Regions from separate parts of the Anser cygnoides genome. Here region 2 is linked to region 1. The links are chromatin contacts, called in public Hi-C maps. All regions are on one chromosome and are shown on one strand. The core of a region is the stretch at or near the end of the contact, and the rest is flanking DNA. Distances in the headings are between cores, read along the strand shown. Region 1 holds the start of NCAPG (non-SMC condensin I complex subunit G). Region 2 overlaps LOC125179904 (a long non-coding RNA gene).

Region 1 (6,512 bases), core at 1,437-3,936:
TCAGGGCTCTGAAACATGACCTGCAAACTCTGACAGCAAATCCTTCCACCAGTTAAACAAAGTAAGTAGCTAGTATCACAAGAAGACAGTTACACTTTGTGGAAATCTGGATTGCTGTGGCATATTTACCTGAAAGCCAGTATGTCTAACCAGGTTAGACTTCAATTTGTCACAACAGAAGCCTGACTTCCATTTCAATCTAGGAATACAAAGCCTAGCAGAAATATTTAAAGCAGACTGAAGAAATAAATCTCACATCCTGGAGGAAATTGATCATAAGGGACTGCAAGGTATTCACAGGGGAAAATCTCCATCTGTAGATCTGAGGCGCAGGCAGACACAACTGGATTGCCAAATGTGAATCAAAAGTAATACAGTTTGCATTATTAGTTTCACTTAAAATAAAAGTCCTGGGTTTTTAAAGCCACAAGAGTCATAAAGTTTTACCTGTTCTCTTCCCATTTCAATCCTCTTCTTCATAAACAGACTACTGTGGTAGAAAAAAAGCTGGATGAATTTAATTTTCCAGCACAAATATCTTAAATAGAAAGATGATTACACATTATGTTTTCCCAGAAAATGTGAACTTGCAAAAAAAATAAACAAAATCTCATTGAGGATTCACCGTTGATAACGGTGCTTTTGAAGACTGTTTCTCCAACTAAAAAAAATGTAGAAAGTTGTTTTAGCATATATGATTTTATGTAACTAATATACTTGAACATATAGAATCCATTTCCTGCTCTCTAGGAACAGAATGGGATTAGTCCAGATCCACAGATGTTACCAGTTAATAGAACCTACAAAAGACTCATCTTTAAAAAGTAGGTATCTGCCAAATAACATGGAAATGTATGGTAGTATGATGTCTGAAAAATCTTCCTGCCACATGTATAAATGATTTTATTTCTTTTTTCTTGCTGCTGCTGTACATTCTCCACAAATAGCTCATATAACCCATAATCCTTGACACATTTGTAAATGGAAAATCATTCCATTATTTTGTTGATAAAAATCTACTAAACACTGTGACGATTCAGCTATGAAACAATACTGACCCCTAGTGTTCATCTATTCTATTAGATTTTTTTTTCTCAGAAAACAAAAAAAAATCCCTCACACACACAAAACCAACACTTCTTCAGGATGGGTTATGCCTGTTTGACCCACTTTCATTCCTAATGGTATGTCATCCATCCTTCCTAAATAACTACTGTCGCTTGAGGTAATTAGGCATGTTTTTATAAGCCTAAACACAGATAGATGTCAACTACCCTAAGTTCCTAGAGCCCATAGTGAACTGCTTATGTCCACATTTTTGTATGTTGTTTCTAATTAGTAAGTGCTCAGAATGTTTCCATTTGACTCATCATCCACTGCACCTTGCTTCTTGTAAAGCATCTCCCCCTCTCACAGCATGTTCTGTAACCAAGTCTCTGGAGTTTCAGCTTATTTGACCTTCCACTTCTTAATGAGATACAGAATTTATTCTCACTTCAAAGGATACAGTAGGTTCACAACAAATGCTTGAAAATGCAGGGGAAAATTTACACTAGTAAAAGATGCAATCTGGAAAGAACACAAATATTCTTTCCAACAAGACAGATACAACTCTTTATCATTCCTGCCCCCTTACAGATGACACAAAACGGAAAGATGTTTCAGTAAGAAAGGGGTTTTATTACTTTTAGACACAGGCAGGGCTTGGCCTGCTACCCCACTTGCTTTGGGGTAACAAAATCACAGATATGTTGAGGTCAGAAGGGACCTCTGAAGATCTAGTCCAACCCGTGGGCGGGGCAGGATCACCAACAGCACGCTGTGTAGGATGGCATCCAGGCCGGTTTTGAGTATCTCCAGAGGAGACTCCACAGCCTCTCTGGGCAACCTGTTCCAGTGCTCTGTCACCCTCACAGTAAAGAAGTGCCCCCTCATATTGAGCTGGAACCTCCTGTGTTTCAGTTTGTGCCCATTGCCTCTTGTCCTGTCGCTGGGTACAACTGAAGAGACCGGCTCCATCCTCTCGACACCCTCCCCTCAGACACTTATACACATTGATGATGTCTCCCCTCACTCTCCTCTTTTCCAGGCTAAACAGGTGCAACTCTCTCTGCCTGTCCTCGTATGACAGGTGCTCCAGTCCCCTCATAACCTTCATAGCCCTCCTCTGGACTCACTCCAGTAGCTCTATATCCTATAGACGGCCCACCTCCTTTTAATTTCTGCTTTTACTGACCCTTGCTCTAGAACAGTCACAAACTGAGCTCCAGCACAGGCATGGAGATAACCTCACGCCTTCCTAAAACGAGAAAACCCCAAACCCTGCAACCTGGCCACTACCCCCAGCGGAAAGCAAGCGGTCACTCCCTCCACCAAACGTCCCCACCTCCTCCCTCCACCAGCCCCTAGCCTCAGCTGATTTCTAAACCTCCTTTTCTGCACACATGTACCGCCCCCCCAACCCCGCGCAGCTCCGCGCTCCCCACAAGATGGCGGCACACGGGTTGAGGCACGACTCCGCCCGCCATTTCCCCGCCCGCCATTTCCCCGCCCGCCATTGGCCCGCCCGGCAGAGGCGCGGCGCAGCGCAACGCCCCCCCCCCCCCCCGATCCCCGGCGCCCCGCCCCTTGGGCGCGCGTGCTCGGAGGCGAGCACGCGCGCGGGGGCGTGCATGCGCCGCCGGCTTTTCTCGCGAGAGCGGGCGGCGGCGCTCGCGCCGATTTTGAAGCTGGGGGCGGTTGGCGGGGAGCGCGCGGCGCCGGCGAGCGCTGAGGGGAGCTCTGAGGGAAGGCTGAGGCAAGACCGAGGCGCAGCCCGGCCGCGTCTGGTGCCCTCCTGCCGCCTCTCCGGTCCTTGGAGCCCGGGGTAGGGACCTTGAAGGGAGGTCGGGGCCGCAGCCATGGGAGTGGCGAAGAAGCCTTTGGAAGTGAAGGAAGCCTTTCGGCTGGCGCAGAAGCCGCACCAGAACCACGCCAAGCTCGTCGTGGCTTTGAGGAGCGCCTACAGCCAGGTAGAGGGGCGGGCGGCGGAGGCTGAGGGGGAAAAAGTGGCGTAGTGGTCTCCTGGGGGGCCTCTCCAGCCTTCTCTCCTCTCAGTTTGCCGCAGAGGAGCCCTGCGGTTAAAGGACGAGCCAGGGCACGCCAGGCTGCTGTAGGGAGCCCATCTGGGGCGTGAATCTCCGAGCTGAGAGGGGAAAATGGGGCCAGAAGGCGCTCGGGTAGCGGGGGGGCAGGCGGGGTGACAGCGGCTGACGGGGACCCAGGGTGGCCGGCGGGGTCCCGACACTGCAGCAAGTAACCGGCAGCTCCGGGACGGAGCCCTGTGTAGAGGCTTAGGGACAATGGGGCTGTTTAACCAACCGAAATACTCCGTGTTATTATACCTGAGCTGCTGCCATCAGCGCTTTAAACATTTAAATGAGCGGCGCCGATTATAAAACCGTTTTTTAAAGGCTGCTTTTGAAGGATAAGACTGGTAGTTATCGCTTGCTGTGGTTTGATTTTTTTTTTTTTTCAGTTGGAAGATAAGGCAGATTTCCATGAAAAATTCATTCATTTCCTTAAGTATGCTATGATAGTCTACAAACGGGAACCAGCAGTGGAGCAGCTGATCAATTTTGTGGCTAAATTTGTTACTTCATTTTATCAACCGGAGGAAGGGGAGAGTAGCGAGGAAAGAGAAGAAGATAACTTGCTTCTGAATTATGTGTTTAACTTTCTGCTTGAGGTACAGTAATACTATTGTATCTTTAACATGACAAATGGAAACTTTACATGGTGGGGAAAACTTGCTCACGCTTATGGTGTTATCTACGAACCGTAAACTTCAAAGTGAAAGAAAGGCAAGGCTAGTGCTTTATGATTTACAAAACAAAAACATTTATTTATGCACGCAATACAAAAAAGGGGGGGGGGAGAAAAACAACACCGCCCCCGCAAAACAGATTTTAAAAGTTAAGCCTCTGCGAAAATATGGATTGTTTTCTTGTTTGGCAGCCGGGTGTGTAATTAAAGGCTTTACTGTGGTGCATTTATAAGTGTGAAATTAACTTATATTGCTTCACTGACAAGTAAAAATATCCCAAGATTTTTCACATAGGTTTGAGTGGCACAGGTATTATTAATCTCTGCTTACTGCAAGAGTTACATGTAGAAAGAAGACCGTCAGTTCCAATAGCATGAAAGCACAAATAGTTATTTTTTAAGCTATTGTTTTGATACAGAAAAATCATTGGTAATGCCAGGATCACTAGTTGTTGTTACTGTTTTCTTTTTCTTCTAATGTTTTATGGAGACAGAGGATTAAGTTAGCTCGTGTAGTGGTCTGCACTGAGTAGTGAGCATGTTTCTTCCTTTGTGAAGGCATTGCTAGTTATGTAAAGTGCTGTTATTATACGTGGTGGGCCATAAACGTTTTTCAGTGCTGTGAATTTTTAATGTTATTAAAATAGGAAGGGGTTTTTGAAATATAGAAATGCATAGTTAATGTTCTATATAGAATATTAACTTCTAATACGTGCATGTTAATAACCTTGTAATGGAAATGTAAAAAATGTGATTATAAGTATACATTCTTGGTTTTTCTTCCATCCCCACTCTGTTCCATTTCCCCCCTAGTCTCACAATGCAAACAGCCATGCAGTTAGGTTTCGAACGTGCCAGCTTGTTAATAAGCTTTTGGGAAGTATGCCAGAGAATGCTCAGATTGATGATGATTTATTTGATAAAATTAATGAAGCTATGATGACTAGACTTAAAGATAAATTTTCGGATGTGAGAATTCAAGCTGTCTTGGCCCTGTCGAGACTTCAAGACCCTAAGGATGAAAACTGTCCTGTTGCTAATAGTAAGTAGTATTGTTTATTTTCTTTTGTTTAAGAAGAACTTATTGACTTACATTGATTTACTTTAATTTTTTTTTGAAGCATTGAGTAAGCAATTCTTAGAGGCATTCTTCGTGCAGTTGCTAGTAAATAGTGTATCTCCTTGTGAGTGGAGGTTGTATTTACAAGAGTTGCATATGTTCAAGGGGAGAAGGCAGAACTGCCTGACGGAGATATCCTTTGGGGCTTAAATCACACTGGGCTCAGGCTGTTCTATAAACTTTGTGGGATTTGTGGGATAGGAAGGGTAATAGTGTGTGTTGCAAGTTGGGATGGAGATACAATGTGTTCTTGCTCTGTTCAGACTCTGAGTCTGCTGTTGGACTATTAGTTGACCTGAATTTGTAAAAAAACACTTAAAGGATTAGAAATGGTAATAGAATAGGTGATTTTTGTCCAAATGATGGCAGTCAGCTATATCAGAGAGGCAAATTGGTTATTGGGATTGTTGACCTAAGTATGTTTAACCCCTGACTCTTTTTGAGTCTCGTCTTGCTCGTGGATCGGTTTCTTTAAGAGGTTAGTGCCTCTAGAACTCAGGTTTCTTCATGCTGTTTTTATGCTGTTTGTGGGTTTCTTTTCTGGACAGTATGATTCTTGATTAGACCTCTACCTCAAGGTTTGGTGCTATGGTAGGTGGACTGTACGTTTGTAAAGTTAGAGTACGTTAGTTAGCTGGGTTCTTTTTGTTGTTTAAGTACCTTCTTTGAAATTGTTTTCTAAATGTTTTGTTTAAGCTTCTTAAGAGCATATAAATTTCATAGTGAATCAAAGTAGTCTCAGAGCAAGAAGGACAGTTCAAGTGTTCTCTGATTTTAATTTTTTTGTTGCTACTTTTAACTTTTTGCCTGAAGAAGGGGTGAGAATATAATCAAAAGTATTGCAAGAGATATATACCTCTTTTCCTGCTAAGCAAAGGACCAATACAATCCTTTATCGTTCTGTCATTCTAATTTATTTTTCTAACACCTTCAGAAAATTTTCCCCGAAGCTTTCGTGTACCTTATTTGTGAAGCCTGATGAATCCTTATTTCTCAGTAGACTTCCTGCCTTTCCTCCTCAGTACAATAGCTTGCTGCTCTGCTTTTAACATATTCCCTTTCAGTAACTGCCAGCTATTCTTCACATGGAGATGTCAATCTTCAATTTATAGGAAAATTTGAGGATCCACCCCAAAGGTAATGAGGATGTGTTGACAGTGAATAGAGGTCCTAAGGAGCCAACATGTGGAAGCTTTTTTTGGTCAGTTAATGACAAAGTGGTTATTTGTAGGTAGGATCTAGAGCGGTGACTTTCAGAGTCTGAAGATTCTACATATGTTTGCCAATGCTATTTCTGCAGTTGATTTACTTTTAAAGTCATAGTTCAGTTTACAATTGCTTGTGACCCTAAACTGTTTACTAAAATTATATTGAGCGTTGTGCAAAAGGCTGAAGGAAGTTAATAACACCTGTTCATTTTTCTCAAGTATTTTCTGTTTTTTTCTGTAACGTGTATTCTTCAGTCTCTTACAAAAACCTATTACTATTTTACTTTCAGTTTACAACACACTGCTTGAAAATGATTTGAATTCAGAAGTGAGACGTGCAGTGCTGTCATGTATTGCTCCATCAGCAAGGACTTTGCCAA
Region 2 (7,168 bases), core at 2,553-5,052, 240 kb after region 1:
CGAATAAAACTAATTGGTGTTATCCCTGTTTTCTGATATTCCCCAATTCCTTATATTTTAACCAAAAGTATATGCTTTTGAGATTAATATCTGTCTCCCACTGTCTGTCTATACGACACTTACTGCAAAAGAGTTTTTGTATCAGACCTTTGCTGGTGGTCGGCAGTAATCTGCCTGAAAATACCTCTGAGTGTTGCATGTCCTTGAGATGTAAGACTTGTCTGTGTTGTGGAAAGGTATTCAGTGCAAAGACTACTGAGCTAAATGAGAAAAATGATACATCCACACAGTTCATTGAAGTACCTCTCAGAACGGCCTATTAGCTTCAAAGAGTTGATCTAGTATCTGATTATAGCAATTAAAAGGCAGGAGATGAGTTGAGAAAGCTTGCCTTTTTCTTATTAGCTGGAGTGTGAGAAACCTGTGTTTCTCACCCTGAATCTAGATCCCTGGGCCAGGCAAAGATGGATCATTAAGAAATAAGCCTTTAGGGCTGTAACAAGTTATTAATAACAAGTTATTTTGAAGGCTAAAGACACAGCTGGTTGGACTATAAGGTTAGGGTTATAATATTACAAAAGCATTGATAAAGATACGTTTGACCAGTTGTGTTGGCACGGGAAGGCTGTCAGTGGATTCTTGCCTACCTGGAATCTCTGGAAATATATGTGATGTTACTAATGCTCCTATGAAATAATGATGGATACGTTGACATCATTCTTGTTATCACTTACATGATAGGAAGAGTGCCTGGAAACTGCTTTGCTAGAGTTTTTTTTTTTTTTTTTCCATTCATTTGAACTACTGTTTAAAAGATGTTTACAGTAAATTCTTTTAGAAAACTTTCTTTTTCTGTGCTCACAATGCTAATGAAAAAGAGAACTTACTTTCAAATGACCTCCACCACATATTTTCAAGATCATGCAAAGGAAACAAAATTAATCTACAAACAGATCTCTACTTTTCATTTCAGCTCATTGCAGTTTAATCAGCATGGACCATTTTGAAAGCAGCAGTATATTGCAACTAAACAAATGTTCTGTACTACAGCTTTGCATGCAGCTTTTCAAAATAGATTCACTTAAATGGAAACTATAAATAGGACACTCACAAATGAGAATGAAGATGAAACTACAGAAGCAAAACCTGTTATATGTTACTTTCCCATTTGACTCTTAAAGAATAGCTTTTCCAACGAATAGATCTTTTTCACAAATTTTGAAACATGAAGTCAAAAGCAATCAAGGTCATACACTAACTTTTTGAAAGATGTCCTTTACTTACTTTACAGTGTCCTGGAATTTATGTAGTTTGAAAGCCAGTCTTCCCTGGTACCTTTGCTTGATCTCTATCCTACTCTTCCTGAGATAGGCATTTTTCAAACTTTACAACATGCTTGGGTTTTATACCTACTTTTGTAAATTTTACACTTGGAAGGTAAGAATAACATTTACAATCCTTCAGTGATATACCATAATACAACATAATTATCTGAGTGAACATCTGAGGAAATAAAATCACTTTTATTGGAATAGCACTTCAATTGCATTAAATTTACATTTGAAAATTGAACTTTATGAATGCACATAGAAACTGAACAATTCAATTTGTTTTTATTTTGAATTATTTATCTATATATATTTGAATTTATTTCCCTTTTGAATTATTATTATTTTTTAAATATTGGAATCTTGTTAAATGTCTAAATATAGCTGCAAATAGATGCAGTAGATCTAAAGCTGTTGAGCTTTATTGGAACTTGGATCATGAAGCAAGAGTGTTTAGGATGAAAACCTGAAAATACTTAAGTAATATAGTTTAATTTTTATTACTACAGTACAGAAATGAGATTTCAACCAATGCATTGTTTCATATTTACACACAGGCCTTCTGGCTTGAGCCTTTTTACTATGGTTGTTGTTACAATGTTTTCAGACTTACATCAGGAGAAGGTATTTTTAGAAGAAAGAGGAACAATACTCTTGTACAAGAGGAGGTACAATACTCTTATTCGCTCTTCCCTTGGCAAAAGGAGTTGTTGTCTAATTAAATGATAATTTGTCTGAGCCAGAGATCTTTCATTTTATTTTCTATACCTGCATGAGAGTACTTAGAATGCCATATCAAAGGTGTAAGGTAGTTAATAAGAATTTCTTGACATGTTTCTATTTCTTCCCATGTTAACTGTGAGGACAGTTAGATTTGTTACAACTTCTAACCACTTCCCCCTTTAAGAACTTACGAAGCAATGCTAACTCTATACACCGTTTAGCTGCAACCACTGAATTTGAACTAGTAAAAAATATGGCAGTTCAATGAGTAACTTCTACATTCCCTCCATTTATGTTCTCTTCTCAAATGCGTGCAGAATCAGCAGGCATGCTGTGGTTGTTATGAATATTGTAGTGCAACGTGGAAAAATAAATAATATATTCTCTTCTTTCTCTGTCTTGCTCTGCTGCTTTGTCACACAGACCTCAAAATTTTCCTATCAGAATGATGCTGTATGGCCAATTATGATGCACTTCTTAGTAAATAAGAACAATTAGGGCTAGGTAAAAATTGCTTTATGTAGCCCTACACATCTTTCAGTGTAATTTCTACTAAGCAGATTGAATTTCAGGAATGCCATTTAGCAGGTAAATATTGAAAGATTTTACAAGGAATCTGTGATTTTGCAAACATGAATAGTCGTAATGTTATCCCAAAGAAATAAGGCCACTTGGCAATGTGTAAATTGAAGAAGGATCCTCAGAAGTTGATAGTTTTGTGAAACAACTAAGAATATTTTACATCATGCTCTTAGGAAGGATTCACACTTTATCTGAGCTTGACCTTGAAAACACAGTGTTTCAAACTGTTCCAGCATTTCTAAAAGACATACAAGGAAAACACAGATCAGTAAGAGACAAAATATGCTTCAATAACTAAGTTTCTAATGCCATGTTTATTTAATGTTTTACATTACATTTGGTTCTTTTGGGAACATTTTACTTAGTTTACTGTTCCACCACTATATAGACTTTTTTTTTTTTTTTTTAATTTATTTAACTAAGAAGCTCTCACAAAGTACCTGAGCAATGATTTGTTAAACGTTCCCAGAAAAATTAATTCTCAAACTATTTCAGTGCCTAATGTGTTGTTGCTGAAATGGAAGTATGAACTAATGGAATTATCTGATTTTATACCTCAAAGACAGAGTTGAGGTATGGAAAAAATCTAGTTTGCGTAGCTACTTAGACAATAGCAATGTTTTTTCCTTTTTTTTAAATTTATTTTTTTTATTTCCTTCAGAGTTTGAAGGTAAAAATAACCCTTTAAATTATGCTGGAAGCAACTGTTTGCACAAACTGTGGTTCATACCTTTATACTTTCAAATGACAGTTCAAACTCTTGCATTTTAACTCAGTTTCTTGTAGAACAAACTGAAATGAACAGATCTCAAAGGAAATGAAATATTAACAGAAAAAATAGATCTGTGCCAGATGATAACATATGCCACAGAACAGGTAAGTTAATAATTGACAAAAGAGTAATTTCTTTAACACACTGAATCATAGAGAGTGTACTGTTGTTAAAAGGGAAATGTTCTAGGTGTCAGGCAGTACTGTCAGATGACCTTGGTACTATTAATTTAAAAAATTAAATTAGATAGCTTTGTAACTAGAGTCCATTAGAGAGAATTTAATACTTGATGATGAACCCCAAGAATTTTTATTATTATTTTACTTTTTTTTTTTTTTATAGTGTTTTGCAAGTTGTAACAAGTTATTGTTATAATTTACTCTTTTGATGATCAATGAGGCAATGCTTGGAAAAAATGGGTTGAAAGCCAGTATCTATTTTTGGATATCTAAAAGATAAGGAATGAATTTTCTGTTCATAAAATGAGCTAACACAAGGTCTCAAAAACAGTACCATTAAACAGTTACAAAATGTATCTGGTCTTATGTTGATCCTACTAAAAGGTGTTACTTCCAGTTTTAATAAGAATCACCCATCTGGATGGATCCATTTCAAGTGTTATAGCATAATCATTTGCTAAAGAGCAGGCCTGAATTCTTTAGGCAATTTCTGTCATGTATATTTTTTCTTTTGCTCTACAGTAATCTAAAACATTAGATTTTCAGTATCAATGTTAGCTCAATAAAAGTCTTGAATGTCTAGTTTGTGTCTTAACAATGCTAGCTGTTGTTTGGTCATAACCTTTGCAATAAGAACTGCTAAAGGTATTATACTCTGTAGTGGTATGGGAAAAATTAATATACTAGTCAGTTAAAAAAAGAGAACTGTTTTTGCAACATCGCGTCCACCAACATCAACTGTTTGCCCCTTTCAATATCACAAGCAGTATTATCTATTTACCTTCACCAAGAAGGGCTCTTTTGTATGTAAATCCAATTTTGGATTGGCATTTAAGAATCTGTTTACTAATTTACTCTGAAAATCTCTGTATTTGTGCCTGGATTTAAGATCATGGCAGCCATACATGTAACCTAAAATGCAAACATTCTTGTAAGATCAATGAGACTCAAGTCTGTCCATGTAATTACAAAGGAAATAGGCAAAAAATGCTTTTTGTATGTGTATGTGAGAAATATCTTCGATGGGGACTGCAACAAGGATGACAACTGGCAATGAATAAATGGATTGGAACTCCTCATTATACCAGAGACAGAGCAGATTGTGGTCAAGCCAAATCTTAACTCTTTCTGTTTTAGTTCAGTTCGAACATTTTTCCTAAGTGGAAGAAATACTGAATGAATTTTGGGTTTATTGTCTTCTCCTGAATGCAGGGACTCAGTGGAATTATTAGATGTTTTTTTGGGCTGCGGCATCTGAGAAAAAGTTCTATACTTCACATTTTTATTATAGTGTTTACAAACAAACAAAACCAAGCGGGATTAGGAAAGATTTTAGCCCCTCTCTTTTAATATGTTGGTGACTGGAATAATGTAACTTTTGGTCTCTGACTTTTCTTTCAAATGACCTTTCTATCTATTAGATTTCTCTTAGCTGATTGAAGAATTACTGTAAGCAGTATGAATCCTTCATGACAAATGATTATTTTCCACGTTGGGATGAAATGAAAAATGCATTTTTTCATCTTATTTGACTGAGGAGCAAAGCAATTTATGTAATACAACATTCTTAGTAGCATTATGTCACCTGAAGTAATCCTAACAAATCAACGGTAGCCTTGATAGATCTATAGCACAAATAATAAAATTAATGATTTTTTTTTTGAGTTTTTGATTGATACTTAGTACCTGTGTGAAATGTTTGTTCTCTGAAATGTTATCTGCCCTTTGAGACTTGAGGAAAAGCATGTAATACAGGGCCATTCTCTAATGTCTGTAGAGATGATTGCCTAAAAGTAATTTTTACCTATCTTATTCTGTTGGTAACAAAAAAAAAAAAAAAAAAAAATCACCTTACAACCATTTCTATGCTATGGTTTTTAAGCATTTGTTAAAGCAGCACAAGATCTTTCAGTTGTATATAGTATTTCTTTAATTTGCTATTATAATATATAGCTATAGTATTGAAATATTTCTGCTTATTTAATTCCATCATATTCCTACAAATATATTAAGAATAGTTTTCATTAATGACTGAGAATGAGATAGCCATTAGACTGTGACTTACTGTCATGACTGGTACTGGTTCAAGAAAATGAGTAAAAGACTGGCTGGGTGCAGGAAATCTACATATGGGTTAATGAAACAGCTTCTACAAAGTAGAGTACAGGATAGTTAAAACAGTTTGACTGTCTACAATGGGGGAAAATCCTCAATGAGGTGAAATCAGAATTGTTTACATGGATCATATATTACCAGACAGCAAGAAAGGTAAATGATGGCTGATTAACTTTGCTTTAAACATGACTCCTGGATTATTCTATCCACTTTTGTTTGCAGCCACCTACCACTGCACCATGAGTTGGTGGGTACCTCTCTGTAAAAGGAAAGATACAGAGACTATAGCCTGTGATACTTTTAATGTCCATATTGTCAACTGACACCCAGCACAGATTGAGACTATCTGGCACTTATTTTCAATGATTTCAATATTTAAGATGATTCTGTGGTAGCCTGTTAGTTTGCCTGAAGATAAGAAAATGGGATCCAGTCAGCACTTTGAGGAAAAAATAGAGAAGAGCTGCAATGCAAATTCATTCTTTCAGGAGGAAGAGAGGGAAAAGAAAACAGGAGGTCACAAATCAGACCCGCCACCCAAAGCCAGGACTTTGACATTGTTCTGGCAGCAGGGACTGCTACATTTTGGGCTTTTTTCTTTTGTTTGTGTGCAGAGGATTCCTGTCTCCAGAGCTACATTTCAAAACTTTTCCATTGGCATGAAATTCATAGGATATTGGGGATTTTTACAACTAAAAAGTCACTCTGGTGTCAGGACACAGAGTACAACAACAGGATAAAATTGATCCGACCAGCTTCATGTGTACCCTGCCCATTTATCCAACATATGCCATTAAGCTCAAGCCTTTGCCCTTAGTCCTCACATGAGCTACATTTTTTGTCCAGTCCTGGACCTTTCTGATTCTGCTTTGACTTCCTGGATCAACCTTGGATTTGTCTTTATTGCTGTAAACTTTATTGGACTGTAGGTTGAATCTGGTTGTCATCAGTAGACATTCTCTGGTTTTGTTGTTTGTGTCCCGTGGGACTGTACACTCTGTCTCTGCCCTTGTCTGCCTTTCATGCGCTTGTAGCTCCTGCATCACCTTCAATCGTTGACCAGCTTGCTTTGTCACTGGAGGCATCTGAGCCCAAGCTGTGGTTCAGAACCACTTCTATTAAGACGAATTAATAGGTGATGATGACCAGACACATCCTTCCACAGGGGATTGAAGTGTCCAGGATTTGCTGCCTTGGAAGATCTGCTGCTTGCCTGGGCCCTAGATGTGGCATGTTGTAGAGAGAAAGCTGGGATGTTGTAGAGATACAGCATGGGAATCAAGCAGAAGGAATTAGATGCTGATGCGCAGAGCTGTGTCCTCAGTGGGATGACACAGATGGTGAGATAGCTCACTGGAACACAGCAGTGGAAGCACAGCCCTTTAGGAAGATGTGGTTCCTCACATCTCTCCCTTCAATCTCACCATTCACCCTTGTTTAATGGATGGAGGTTTACAAATTATGTAAAG

The links. A called contact is a pair of places that touch in the nucleus more often than the background predicts.
Region 2: a contact with region 1 is called in a Hi-C map of liver, with 4 times the contacts expected there. The contact joins the enhancer-like site here to the promoter of NCAPG in region 1. A contact is called at or near these places in 2 of 7 Hi-C or Micro-C datasets (granulosa cells and liver).

Annotation. Positions count from the first base shown.
Region 1 is chr4:16,619,141-16,625,652 of Taihu_goose_T2T_genome, forward strand. NCAPG (non-SMC condensin I complex subunit G) reads left to right here and starts at 2,687. Exons shown (of 21, transcript XM_013176917.3): 1 at 2,687-3,011; 2 at 3,518-3,727; 3 at 4,618-4,846; 4 at 6,423-6,512. The coding sequence starts at 2,901. LOC106035556 (a long non-coding RNA gene) reads left to right here. Exons shown (of 4, transcript XR_010830972.1): 4 at 1-1,010.
Region 2 is chr4:16,859,804-16,866,971 of Taihu_goose_T2T_genome, forward strand. The region is part of intron 1 of LOC125179904 (a long non-coding RNA gene); the gene reads left to right. Among named protein-coding and RNA genes, the nearest start is that of LCORL, 130 kb to the left of the region's middle. Within about 2 kb of position 3,803, at least 2 of the 3 cell types and tissues checked have open chromatin away from gene starts, as enhancers often do. A contact at or near this core is called in liver, where this site is marked.